2 separate regions of the Columba livia genome follow, and region 2 is linked to region 1. The links are chromatin contacts, called in public Hi-C maps. All regions are on one chromosome and are shown on one strand. The core of a region is the stretch at or near the end of the contact, and the rest is flanking DNA. Distances in the headings are between cores, read along the strand shown.

Region 1 (6,866 bases), core at 3,208-5,707:
GTGTTGGGGCCCTGCCCAGTGCTGTCACCCTTATTTTCAGAGCAGGGTGAGAAAGCATCAATGTCCCCATGCCCAAAGGTGGCAAAGCCTGTCAAAAAGCCCTTGTTCCTCATACCTGGAGTCCGTTCCAGCGCTGTGGACCTGGAGGATGGAGGGGATGGACTGGGGGTACCCTGACCCCCTCCCTCCCAGCACTGAGCCTCTGCCTACAGAGGCAGCAGCAACACTGGTGTCACACGGGGCTGCGACTTCATTTCCCACATTAAGTCGTTGCTCTGCTGCTTAGAGAAACATTATTGTTATGTACTAATTTCAGATGAAAGAACTCATGCCTGGGTAGGCATTTCTCCCAGCACCAGAAAAGCATTAAAAACAAGATGGCTCCCTTGCCTGTTCAATGTCTACAATCTTGCCTTGGCTACTACTGTTGGGAACCCAGGATTTTTTTAACACCCAATTAAATTAGTGTAATTGGGATAGAGTTGCAATTCCTTTGCCTCCAGCTGTGAGTCATAATCTGTTTAGCACCTGAGTGTTATTTCACTTTATTTTTAGTACCTAGCCCATAGTTTGGAAGGAGAGAAAGCAAACCCACCTGTCAGTCAGGATTTTGGGAGGGTGTAGATTACTTATCATTAATTTAAACATGGCATTTGAATGACCATTCACAGGTGGTTTTAATGCTGTCATTAACTTCTTTTTTGGACCTTGCAAGGGATACACTTGAAAAGAGGAATCCAGCAACTTCGAACTACAGGCCATGCCAATAATACATTGCTGCTACTACATTATGGGGAGAACTGTAAAGCAAGAGGAGAGTTTCTAGTGAGTGGAAGAAGAGAACTTGGTTATAAAAAGGAATAATCACAAAAAATGAGGAAAAAAATGACTGAAATCTGGGCTACCAGTTCAGCCTAAAGTACATTTTGAAATGATGAATCAGCTGGAGAGAAAAACATATTCCAGATGTTTTCTCTGTTTATCTCTGGTATTTACTCCATCACGCTTTATCCAGAGGGGTTATTCCATGGAAATAAATGATACACCAAGTATGATCAGTGAGGAAAAAATATCGTTTGTAGCAAGTTTAAAAGAGAAACTAGCACTGGGCAAATAGCTCAGGATAAAACACAAACCAGCCTGGAACTTCGTCTGCAGTTCAGATCCTTGGTTATGACTCAAACCAACACATCCACCAGCCTTAGAAAAATCCTTCTGAATCGTGCCTGATGAAAACTGTGGAGAGAAACAACTGTGATGGATCGGGAAACCCAGACCACAACAGTGCTATCAGTGCTAGATTTCAGTGCTGCTGTGTTGCGGGGGGAGAGGGAATCCCCAAATGCCTGTGGGAATCTGCTGTGTCCTGTTGCGTGGTGATGGACATGGGTCTTGGCTTCACTGGGGTCAACGTCTTTAGAGGGCAGTGCTGTGAATCAGAGGGGGTAAGGCCAGGAGGTAGTGATGCTGGGCTTGCCCCACAGGGATGGGAGAGGGGGCTCTCACAGCACAGCCAAACCGGCACTGCACAAGAAAGCTTGGTGCCAGATCCTCTGTTCATCCCCAACCTGAAGAGGTTTCACCTGAAATGGTAAAAGGTTTACAGACATCAGAGCTGGAGGAAATCGCTAAGGTAAGCAAATACCGCTGACTAGCAGGACAGGTCTAGTAGTGCCCCCACAAGTGAATTTGGAATGACAGCAGGTCCGTGCCCCTCCTGATGGGCTGCCTTGAACAAATAACAAAATTCATGGCTCTTCAGGTGATTTGTCTAAAGGGGTGTTTATCTTGCAAAGCAAGACTGAATGTCTTAAAAAAAGAACCCCACCTCATCTTATCCATCTATCTGCACTCTTGTGTTGAGGTTTTCTTTAAAAACAAAATAGCCAAAAGCTAATTGCACGTAAGTTTAGACTTAAGATATTTTTGTGACACTTAGAAGGTGGGGAACAAAAACCCTGTCACTAAATTGATGTCTCTAAAATATCTGCCAAAACAGCTCTTTAAAAAGATATTTGCACCTTTATTTAGTTCCTTCTCGTGAGGAATGTTTACTGCAGTCCGTAGATGTGGTTGTGTCATGTTTCCACTGTGTTTTCATTCAGTGCTGCTCTGTATTTGTGGTTTTCTCATTTGTGACAGTCTAGTAACTGGAGCCATTTGTACCTGAGCAAATAATATCAAATCTGAATACTTTATAAATATTTACAATATTTGGTGTGTCTCCCACTCACATCAAATGCAAAGTATAAAAAGCAAAAACAAACAGAAACAAACAGAACCTGTGTTACGTTATAATAAATATTTACTGTATGTACTATTGACTAAAGAGTCCCATACAGCTATTTAGGAGGCATTGTTATTGTCAGGCTGTTCTATATTAAAACACTCTAAATGAAGCTGTTTGAGAATAAAAATGTGCATGTTAGGGAGTGATTGATGCCTATGACTTATTTAAGTTTTTTGGCAAGGGGAAGTAGGTGTGTTTTTCGTTGTGTTTTTTTCTCCCTGCACATGTGGATAGTGAATTAGGCAGGTCTGGGACTTTCTGGCACAGCTGCAGAATTCATTGGAGCAAAGTCCTGGTGCAAGAGCTGGGAGGGAACATGACCCTTTGGGCCTCCGGTTTTGAGCAGAGATCCTGACTGCAAGCAGTCTGTGCTGAAGACAGGGCAGGCGGCAGAGCAGCACCCGTGTTCCCCATTTAACGAAATCAACCTGAAAGCAGGGAGGAAAAAACTGTAATGTTCACAGGACCAGAGAAGCGCTGTAGAGCAGGGCTTGAAGCCCTTCAAACAATTTGTTATTTCTGGTTTTGAGGAATAGCTTCACCAAGACCTGAACATGGGGGTCCTTAATGAACAAGCAGAGACTTCTCAGAGTATCATCAGATCCTGTTCACGGAAGGAGCTCAGAATTGTATCTGCACACTTGGTGTCATTAGGGACCTCCAAGGCTTTTTGAGTGACTTAATGGAAGGCCTTACTCCCCCTTTCTCTTTACTCTTCTCTTGTTCCTCTTCCGTGCAGGAGCTTTTATCTTTTCTTCTACCCTGGTATTATTTTTGTAAGTTACCTGTCCACAAGCATTTCCAAGCTTTTGACATATTTATTCTTACAAGACTGCTGTATCCGTTTTTACCCAGACCGATGTATCACAGATCACTTTAAGCCTGGGATGGAGTTTAGGAGATCTGAGTTCAATGCTAACTCAGCTGTGTCCTAGCCACCAGCATGGCTTCCTTTTGCTGTGTCCATTCCTTGTCTGTCACATGTAAATCGGCTCTTATTCTTAGCCACTCGTCTGCAAAGGCTTACTGGCTTGCTTAAATACGTTTACTGAACGTTTGTGAGCAAAGTTCAACAACTGGCTGTAATTTTCAACCCATATGCTCAGCATTGTTTGAGCCTCTCTTGAGATGACACGAATCAGCAGTGTTCAGAGAGGTTTTTCCCTCTGCCCCATCCCAGTCAGATGCCTGCAATGCAGCCCTGAGGGTCTCTGGGATTTGGGATGGAAGGGTCCTTGGGTGGTGGGCGCACGGGCACCTTTGCAGCCTGGGCAGGAATGTATTTAAATCGAGGAGCTCACTGCTGCAGGATGTGGGGAGATGGATTAGAAAAGGGGATGAGGTGAAGGCATGGAGAGAAGGATCAAGGGGTGCTGGTAGACATACTACTCAAGGTGGACATGCTGCAACCAGTGAGTGCTGGAAAAGCCTGCAGGGGAAGGAGAAATTGCAGGAGAAATCCTGTCCTCTTACTTGCATGCTATCCCAGAGCATAAGACTTCTCCTGCCAGACACAGAGCTAGACCTTTAGTCTGGTTGTTCTTGTATAAATGACCCTGAAAGTTCTGCTCTTTGTTTAGACTGTGTTGCATTTAATGTGCAGATGCATCTGAACAATTTTCCTCAACCTCTTCAAGTTGAATGGAATCCAAATTTTTGCAGCAGGGGCTGTTACCAGGTACTCTCCGTAGCATTGCATTGAAATCCGTGTATGAGTAAAAGACTGGTACTTCAGAAAAATAAATAGATTTGGTCTGAATAAAACCTCGTAAAAACATCGAGATTTGGCTTGGCCTATTTGTAAAATACATGGCAGATCCCTTCCCTGAGAACAACTTAAATCGTCAATATAGAAGTTAAAAAGCTCATTTCAATTGGAAATTCCAGCTAAATTGTTCCCAGTTAGCACCAGAAAGGAATGCTTTAGACTAAGACAAAACAGATGCAGTCTGTTAGGTTCCCATTGTATGAGCAGACTTCCCTTGCGGGGAGGTAGGTAGCTTTGCACAAAAACCCCCCTCGACTTGTAAACAGAGATAGAGCCGTCTGCCTGTACACCAGCAGTTTTGTTTCTTCCAGGGACTCTTCCAAAGCAGACAGGGCAGGGATGGAATAAAACCAGCCTCCCAAACACCACCATCCAGGCACAGATTAACCCAGCGTGCCTCAGACACTGGAAAAAACCTCTCTAACAACTGGCTTGTTCCTTGGCCAGGCACAGGCTTCAGTGGCTGTTTCAAGCAATATGCCACAATCCACCAGGCGGCTGGAAAATCAGAGGCAGCTCTTGGTTATGCTGGGGCCCTCCCTGGAGCACTCTGGCAGCAGAAGGCAGCCCCTGAGCGTGGCTCTTGCAAAGTATGTTCTGCAGCCTCCCCAGTCACCGCAGGGGTTTTTACTGCAAGACCTCCACATTAGCCTTCCTCCTCCTCCTCCCAGACTGCCAGGCAATGTGATTATGGTCTCTTTTGCAGAGCACATTGGGTACTGGAGGAAACAGCTGTTATTAAAGCTCCCTTTCACTTGCATGAAGGACTGGATAGAGCTGCTGCAGAATACAGGGAGTGGGAGGAAAAGGAATCAAAGATACTTTACAGCCTCTTCTCCCCTCTCCCTCATATTTGTCAGTCGTGGAAAGGGGAGTTGCCTACATGTGGCATCATTCCAGATTAACTACTGATGAATTAATTCCTTGTGTGCATGCTTCTATATCCCAGAATAAGAGTGTGTTGCTCCAAATCTTTTACCCTAGATTGTGCAGTTTAGAAGCGAGGGGCTTTTAAGTCAGTGGTAAAAGCAGTAGTGATGAACCCTCATGGGGCAAACTGTGTTTAATCAGATTTAAACAGTTTGGTGTAACTCACTCTGTCTCTTACTAAGTCCTTGTATGGATGTTGTCATACCCAGGTTGGGTATAGGCAAGAGAAGGCCTAGGTGGACACCATCTAATTTACACCAGTAGGAATATTGTCCCCTCAGCTTCCACATGTTATTTCCTACCTCAGGTGGAAACATTTATGGGGCTCCAGAAGTCAACAAGAGCTTCATTTTGTTAACATCCTTCAGACAGTGTGTCCACCCTGAGTGTTAGGCTGTCTGCCACCCTGTGTTGGAGCGAGTGGCTTCACTGACCCCTGCACTCCAGACTAGTCCTTCCAGCCCCTGTCACAGCCACCGCCAGTGGGGTAGCAGCAGGGACTAGCGCATGCTTCCAGCAAGGTTCATTAGACCAGTAAATGCCACTAAAACCAGATCTCTTCTGCAGTCTCCATGCCCAGCACCGTTGCTGTTCACTGTTAAGGTGTCTTTTGGTGGCATTCACCCAAGCTAAGATGCCACCTCCCTGCACTGCATGGCGTCTTCAGGGCACACAGAGAGCCTTCTGCTGTCCCCAGGGCAGCTGGCTTGGCCAGAAACATTGTCCTGGGCACCAGCACATTCACCAGAAACATGTGCTATCATACAGGTAAAGTGGCCTGTTCAGCAGAAGTGACACACAAGTGACACAGCTGGTGGCAGCTGTCAGGTGTTAGTGGGAGCTGGCAGCAGGGGACAGTGGGTGGGTACCAGCAAGCTGGGAACCGGCTGCCTTGAGCAAAATGAACATGTTGGTTCATGCAGAAGGACCCAGGAAAGGAGAAAAATGAACACATAGTGTGAGGGATGCTGAGGAGCAATACCTCTTGAAGTGGGTTGTGATGATGCTTATAGCAGCCGAGAGGGACTCTCAAGAGTACCAAGAGGTCCTAAGGGACCACAGCAGCTTGAAGAGACCTGTGTCTACAGCGACAGCCGGGTGAGGAGCAGGAGAGGAGACTTGGTTCAAAGTGGGGTGACCCTGGTGCCAACAAGCTCCTATATCACTACCAGGGACCAATGGAGATATTGCCTCTTTCATTATAATACAAAATAATTCTTAAACCAAGGAGGTAAGCAGCATGATTATCCTAACCTAGGTCTTGAATAAGGCCTGCACAGAGACTAGCAGTGCCATGGCCATGGTGACACCTTTTGGCATCTTCTTGGTGGGGAATGGAGTCCATACCTGATGCATTCACACTGTATCAATAGGCATCAGTGCAAACAAAGTAAGCAAATAGAAAATATAAATCCTAACTAGCATGCAATATATTTAAATGTATTTTCGCATATGTAGTGTTGGAAGATTTGGCATCCTATATTCTCCTAAAGCCTTATTGAAGGAAAAGGTCTATTGTTTGAAAAATGTCTTTGGACTGCCCACTACTGCTCCTTCACCCCATTGTTTTTGCAAAGGAAGTGATTCCAGAAGCTATAAAAATGTGTCAATTTTGTTAAGTGGATTGCTTCCCATCCTGTGACATGTAAACTGTCTGACCCCACTGACAGGTAAAACATGTTTACAGTGTTTGTGAGTGACCGAGCCCAGAAGGTAGCCAGCAAAGCCTGGATTAGGTCACAGCTGGTGCAGGGAGGGGTGCAGGGGCCTGATCCATGGTGCTTTAGGCAGGTGGAAGTCCTGTTTGCAAGAATATTTAGGTAAATTTATAGTTTGTAAATGTGTCTTTAAAGGTGTATGCTTAGACCATACCAGCGG
Region 2 (6,866 bases), core at 2,939-5,438, 380 kb before region 1:
CTTCAGCATTTGTGACTTTTCAGATAACACTTGGCCAGCTTTTTAAAATTGCATAAGTCCCATGTGCAGAGTGATGAGGGCTGAGATTTTTAAGGGCCTTGAAGTATCTAAATCATGGCACAGGCTGTCTAACTACCTCCAAATATCTGATTCTTGGATCTGATTAATTTAGTCTAAGAGTCTCAAAGTCCTAATTATCTGACCTATTCCTTACAATAAGATTTAGGCTTTTTTATTTTTATTATTTTGCTAACACAAATCATTTCTAAAGAGTTAGCAGAATAGTATGATGATGTGCATTAGGGGTGGATATAAGGTAGAAAGCAATAACCAGGATTGTAAATAACTGCTTGATCTTGTAGAATTTTAAAATAGCCTCTTAAATTTGATTAACTGTCTCAATATATGTTTAATCATCTAAATCCTTTATAAACTGTTTGTAAACGCACCCTTGACATAAAGCATGACCCGTTTGGATTCTATGAAATGTGGCAATTCTACTGAGGAAATGCAGCAGTATTTCTGCAATATAGCCCTTGTAACTGAGAAGGTGAACTTCGTGTTCCAGATTTTATTGTAGACAAGGAAAGTTAAATACTTCCAGTTTCTGAATCGCTTTATGAAAATCGGTTGTGCAAACTTTTTGTGCAAAGCTAGTATGGAGTAGCTACGCTTTGACTGGGAACAAAGCAGGCAAAGGAAGGTAAGAGAAAGGAAAACTATAAAAGTTAAAACATGAAAATGGAATTATTTCAGAATGGTTTGGGCTTGGTGCTGTGGTACGAAACCGTCAGCATCAACAGCAGGGACTCCCGCACCCAGAAATACTCACTCCTGCCCCTGTGCTGCGTCCAGCTGCTCTCTGGTTTTCATGGGCACTTCTCTTCTCTAGTCAACATCTTGAAATGGAATTGATCCAGTGCAAAATAGCTCTCCTCTCCCACCCTCTTCTTGTTTCTTTTTCTTTTTTTTTATCCCGGATCAATTGCTTGATCTGATTCATCACATGGACCCACAAGCTGCTGAATCAGCACAGCTGAGATTGGCATGCTGCAACCCCATGGCAGAAATGAACACCAAGAGGAGATGGGAGCGGGGAGAGGAAGGGACAGACATGAGCACAACTCCTAAAATTAGCATTGCTGCTGGATGCTTTGCATCTTGGAAACCTGGTCTTGGCTTGAGTACAGGGCATGGAGTCGGAACATTTAAACTATAAACTCCCCTCTGGCCTATGACACCCTTAAAATGTAGTTTTGCCATCTGCTAAGTGAGAATAACGCTAGTTACCTCAGAGATGTGAAGATTTATTAATGATTATTCAACCAATTAGCACATGAAAAATAGGAAAGACTGTTTTTAACACTTCTGCATTTTGCTGAAATTGTTCTCTCGTGCGTATTAACTACCTTTGTAGTAAAATACTTGTTTTCGACTGCGTTCCTCCAGTTGGAAATATATTACTAGAGCAAAGACAGGTTCTTGGTTTTGTAACCCAAGTGTCTCTATTTTTAGTTTTAAGATGTTGGCTGTGTCTCTCTCTTTTTTTTTTTTTTTAATTTTAAATATGTATATATATTTATAGCCCTTGCTATTGGAAGAGAATTTCCTGCAAACAGATCCATTTCTGTGGAGCTCTGCTCCAACACGGACTCCCATGTGTTCCACTGAGAGATTGCTCCAGAATAAATGTCTGCTATGGTTGTAGGATCAGCCTGGTGAACTGTAAACTTTATATTGCCTTCAGCACATAGTAAATTTGCATGTGCAGTGGGTATTAGCAACTGGGCATCTGATACTTGGCAGTGTCGCATCTGAAGATGTGAATGACAGGAGAGAGGCAGTCCCAGTGTCCTACTGAGTTGTTTCCTCTTTGGATAATTACACTCTTAGTTTTCTCTGCAGTTTTAACTAGGCGGGGGGGAAGTATCTGTCTTTGCACCTTCACTTAAAGAGATGAGCCCCGTAACCATGCACCATTGAACAGCTGCCACATCTCACCCAGAAGTAGGTGAAAGGACTTTTTACATAACGTTCATATCTGGTTTGCATTCAGAGCTGTGTGAAGCCACAGTAATGCTGCGCGGGTATCTGAAAGCAGGGTCTGGCCTGTGGTTGGGGTCTGGTTCACAGGCAGCGAGTAGCGCTTGCTCACATAGTTTCAGGGACTGCAGCGGGTCTGCTGGTGTGCATAGGGTCGGCAGAATCAGGCCCCTAAGGATCCTGAGGAATGAAAGGTATCCTGTAACTGTAAGGTATTGTTATGATGACTACTCTGGAGAGCACAGAGGTATTGAAGTCAGCAAAATAAATTACAGAGTTAAATGTATAAGTAAACCAAGAAGCGACTGATGTTTTTTTGCATAGTAATAATCTTCATAATCACTTCATTTGCACAGTTATTTCATTTTAAACTTTAGGCACAGTTTTGAAGCACAGCTCAGTGGAGCTTTTTGCTGTAATCTATAAACTTTAATGAAAGCTAATTGGAGGACAAATTTTAATCTAATTAAAATGTGACTGCATAAAGCAGAAAGGATGAATGAAGTGAAATGCTCTATGGGGCACAGTTTTCAAACAATGATTACCCTGAATACTAAGTCAAATCAAGCTTTTGTAAAATGATGATCATGAAATTTGCCAGCAACAGAACAACCTTGAGAAACCGCAAATGAAAGTTTTAATGTATTTAGTTTAAAAAGTGGACGTTCAACTCACAACCATGTAAGGACATTTTTAAAAAAGAAAATAAAAAGCGACACACAGAGTCTCATCTAAAAACATAACAAGTAAATTAGCCAAAGGTGTACATTCCATCGAAGTTCTCATGATCAGCAGATGCAAATGTTTGCAGTGTGCCGATGAGTTATGAGCCCTAATGAGATTTCAATGCTGAGCAAACAATAAAAATTTATGCATTGCATAGTTTTAGTGGCCTTTGGCTTCATGGTTAGTGTTACACCCTTTCAACAGCTTTGGTAATATAATATCCAGCTGGCTTTGGAGGTAAGGAAAATTTTAGGGGTGAACTGAAATTGTGAGAAGTAACGTGATTGATTGTTTTGTCAGAATTATGCATTTCCACAGTATAATTGTCCGTAATAATCTTAGCCTGGGTGCGGATACGTAGGTTGTAGTTATGTTCGGACGCAAGTTTTGAAGGATCCAGGTGAAGGATGGCTTTTCCAGCATATGAGCCAGACCGTTTCCTGTGCTCGGTACGTGTCCAAGGGTCTCACAAACAGCCCCTCTAAGAAGAACATTCCTGTCATAGTCCGGTAAACGGGAAAATTGAAAAGCTGCACTTTCCCCAACAACTGTCACGTGTTGCAAGAAAAGGAGCAGAGCACAAGCACAAAAAGAAATGCACAATAGATACTGAAATAAATGTACGTAGGGGGGAGCGAAGCGGGGTGGGGGGCAAATCAGGGAATTCAACTGGTGCCGTGTGTGAGCTCAAATGTATTAAATTTAAAAGCCCCATTTGTGAGCTAGGCTTTTATGAATCCAGAACCTTCACGATAATGACTGCCTGCATTACCCTACATAATATTAAAATCTTAGCATGTGATTAATAGCAGATTCCCTGCATACGTGTCACAACACACATCTGCAGCAAATCTGCCAGTATATTTCTGTGCTAGTTTTACTTTGGGGCCATAAAGTAATTCCTGTTTTGTGAATGAGAATAAACCTATTATGCACTAGGTTAGCTACACCCAGTTTTTTCTCTGCAGGGAAAAAGAGCTGTTTATTTGATACGGCATCTCAAATTTCAGTGTTCAGAAGTGAGTTTAAGCCTCGGCTAGATTTGCTTGAGCAAGCTGTTGGGATTTGCCTTCACCATTTCTCAGTTTTACGTTTTCCAAAACCTTCTGTGCGAAGAGTATTAAGAAACTTCTGGACAGCAGTAAACTAATGGACTTAATTATAAAGTGTTTATTGCTAAATTTGTTAATGAGTCAACATGCAAAAAAAAGATATATTTATCCCTGTTTCCTCTTAAAATTGTGGTAAAAAAATAACTTTAAAAAAATCTTTTTCTTAAGCTGTTTGGTGATGCAGTTTTGCTGCTCACAAAAGCCCTTTTTCCCATCCGCAAATAGCTACCTTTCACTTTGCCCCAAGGGAGCAGAGCATAGCTCAAATGAAGCTTAAAAAAAGAGATTATTCCCAGTTGTAACTCAAAGTCTATGCATATTCACACATGCACACAAAATAAAAAGGAAGATGCAGAGCCATTCCTTCAGTCTGCCCTCTGAAAAGTCCTGTCGACCTGTTTCACTCAGCAGAATGAAAACAGAACCCCACGAAAACAACTTAAATGACAACGAGAAAACATTAGGAAAGCAACATCTGTTTTGCATTCTTGGCATCGAGTCTGCCCTTGCAACACAGGGTCTGACACAGATGTGCAGGGTTATGACACCGCTGAGTACCGCTTGATTTAAAATGGTGTAACTGAGAGCAGAATCAGGGCGCTGAGTTCTTACAACACTGCGCAAAACTGTGGTTCTTGATCTCCTTTGCAGATGTGGGACTTGAACCCCACTGAAGTTTTAGGCATCCTTCCACTGATCGATGCAGGCTGGAGAGCAAGTCATATTCCTCTACTAGTGATTCAGAACTTATTATTGACTGTGTGTTTTTTTCCTCGTGTGTGTATTTTGTTGTCTGTAAAATCACATTGATCTGTCGCTTTCCAACAGACTTCAGTTGCGTGTAGCCATGTTCAGAGAACCTTTCAGATGATATTACATAACTAAGCTCTTCAGGTTTTAACTAAAATGAAGTAGTAGCAAGGAGAGAGAAATCTATTGGTACTGATAAGAAAGGCAAAACCAGCTCAGACTGAAGTGAAAAGTGATGAGGGAAATTTGGGAAGACAGCAGCTCTCTCACCAGAGGCAGCATGATTACATGAGATGGCACAAAGGGAGCAATTCTCTCCCTGTTTGATTGCCCATCCATAGTTGTAACAGCGACAAAACTGGCTCGGTTCGTACCTGGCATAGCTTGGCTGTCCTCTCCAGTGGAGCTGTATCGGATGCAATGACACGCTTGCAGTGTTTTCACCAGCCACTAGATGTCTGTGTGTGCTCTGTAAAGTTCTTGAGGGGATGATGCCCCTGGTAAACACGAGAGGCAAAACTGGAACACAAGCTGTGAGGAAGCCTATTAGCTTGTGTTTGTAGGTGTCACTTCATTACTTTAATTAAGCGTGAGTTTAAAGCAATCTATGCTGTCTAAAACTAAATTCCAACCTTCCTAATTTGAGGTAAATACGGAAAACATACTTTTCCCGGTCAACGTTTGTTCAAGACAATCTGTTGCCTTCATGGCTATGTGAAGGACTGAAATAAATCTTATTGTTGCGAAAGACTTGGAAGAAGTTGCTGAGGTGTAAAATAGGTTCATCTTATTTCTATTCTGAATCAATGAAGTATCAAAATATAAAACATCTGCTCCATAAGTGAATTGGTAAGAGCCTGCTATTTCATTCTGCCCAGTGTAGCCCAAACCACAGTACTGCCGGAGCCATGTTTTCAGCATATCTGGGTGCATGGAGGAAGGCTGTCAAGTTTAGTATATCTTTTTTAAAAACAAGACAAAACAACCCCCAGAAGAGCGGATCTGGGTACAGAAATCTGTTTCACAACTCTCTTTATCAGCCAGTCCACCGGCCGACCAGGGTGGCAGCACCCGTGACCAGCTTTTCTGCACAGACCTCCCAAGAAAAATGCAAAAGTGATCAGCACGTGCTTGCCTTTCATTTATCTCTGTCATGCGGGAATATGATGCAGATAGTATCAGGAGCAATGAAAGGTACATTCTGATATTATTTTCAAGGTTTTTTTGTCTAGACAGAGAGGAGCAACCACCGGTATCCCTGTGGAACACAAACAGCCCCCCTCCACACTCGCATCCGAGGCTGAAGGCCAGAGGGGGGTAGGAGGCTGTCTATACTTAAAAAAAAAAGGTTTAAAACCACCACCTACTCATCAGGTGACTGGAGACCGTGGTTGTAAAATGTGCTGCAGGCACAAGTTCTGAAAAATCCCAGAAAGTGTTGAAAACATCTCTAAACAAGGTATTTTTCTCCTGCACCTTTCTTGCTAAAGGTCCCAATTGCTGCCAAGAAAACTAGTGAGAATGTTAGCTGCCAAATAAAAAATTTATGACAGTGTTTGGCAAAGGATTGTATCACTGCTTGTTTTATACATTTCCACAAGGCTCTTGAAGGGCTGTTGGACACATACGGCTCACTGATCACTGAGCTTTATCTGTTCTTTAATATATTAAAAAAAACAAGCTCTAGTAAAGTATGCTTTAAACAATACCTATTTTTTCTTTTAATAGCCACCTATAAGTGCGGCTATGGTGAGAATATAATTTCTAAACAACATTCCATATATAAAAATTGTTTTAAAAGCCCTTTACCTGACAAAGTTACTTGTTATTTGAGTCACTTCCATAGTAAAAATACATGAATTTTTCAATTAAAAATGTATTGCTTTTGCAATTGTGCTTGTTATAGGTTGGAGTCTGGGCCAATAAAACCGCCTGTTAAAGCATAAAGAGGTCCATTCAGTCAAAGCTGCGCCTGCCATTTATGTTTCAAAAACCAAGAAAATAATATGTTGGAATTGTATTGCTCACCAATATCAATTAGGTTTTTGGCTGTATCATTACATTAATTTGGGGGGAAAATTATTCCGGTGGCTTTAGTGAAAAAAATACAGTTTTCAATACAGAGTTACCACACTGACAGTAATAATTAAGTGGGCCGATGCTGAAGCAACACCCTTAAAAATATTTTCCCCGTCTGAAGAAACGAAATTGCCAGTCTCTGACTTTTCAAACCAG

The links. A called contact is a pair of places that touch in the nucleus more often than the background predicts.
Region 2: a Hi-C map of crop shows a contact between it and region 1, with 2.7 times the contacts expected there. The contact joins two enhancer-like sites. A contact is called at or near these places in 2 of 2 Hi-C or Micro-C datasets (crop and liver).

Annotation. Positions count from the first base shown.
Region 1 is chr6:9,623,987-9,630,852 of bColLiv1.pat.W.v2, reverse strand. No RefSeq gene overlaps it. Among named protein-coding and RNA genes, the nearest start is that of HABP2, 99 kb to the right of the region's middle. Within about 2 kb of position 4,457, at least 2 of the 3 cell types and tissues checked have an H3K27ac peak away from gene starts, as active enhancers do.
Region 2 is chr6:10,008,688-10,015,553 of bColLiv1.pat.W.v2, reverse strand. The region is part of intron 8 of VTI1A (vesicle transport through interaction with t-SNAREs 1A); the gene reads left to right. It overlaps LOC135579751 (a long non-coding RNA gene), which reads right to left and starts at 964. Exons shown (of 3, transcript XR_010473433.1): 1 at 833-964. Within about 2 kb of position 4,188, at least 2 of the 3 cell types and tissues checked have an H3K27ac peak away from gene starts, as active enhancers do.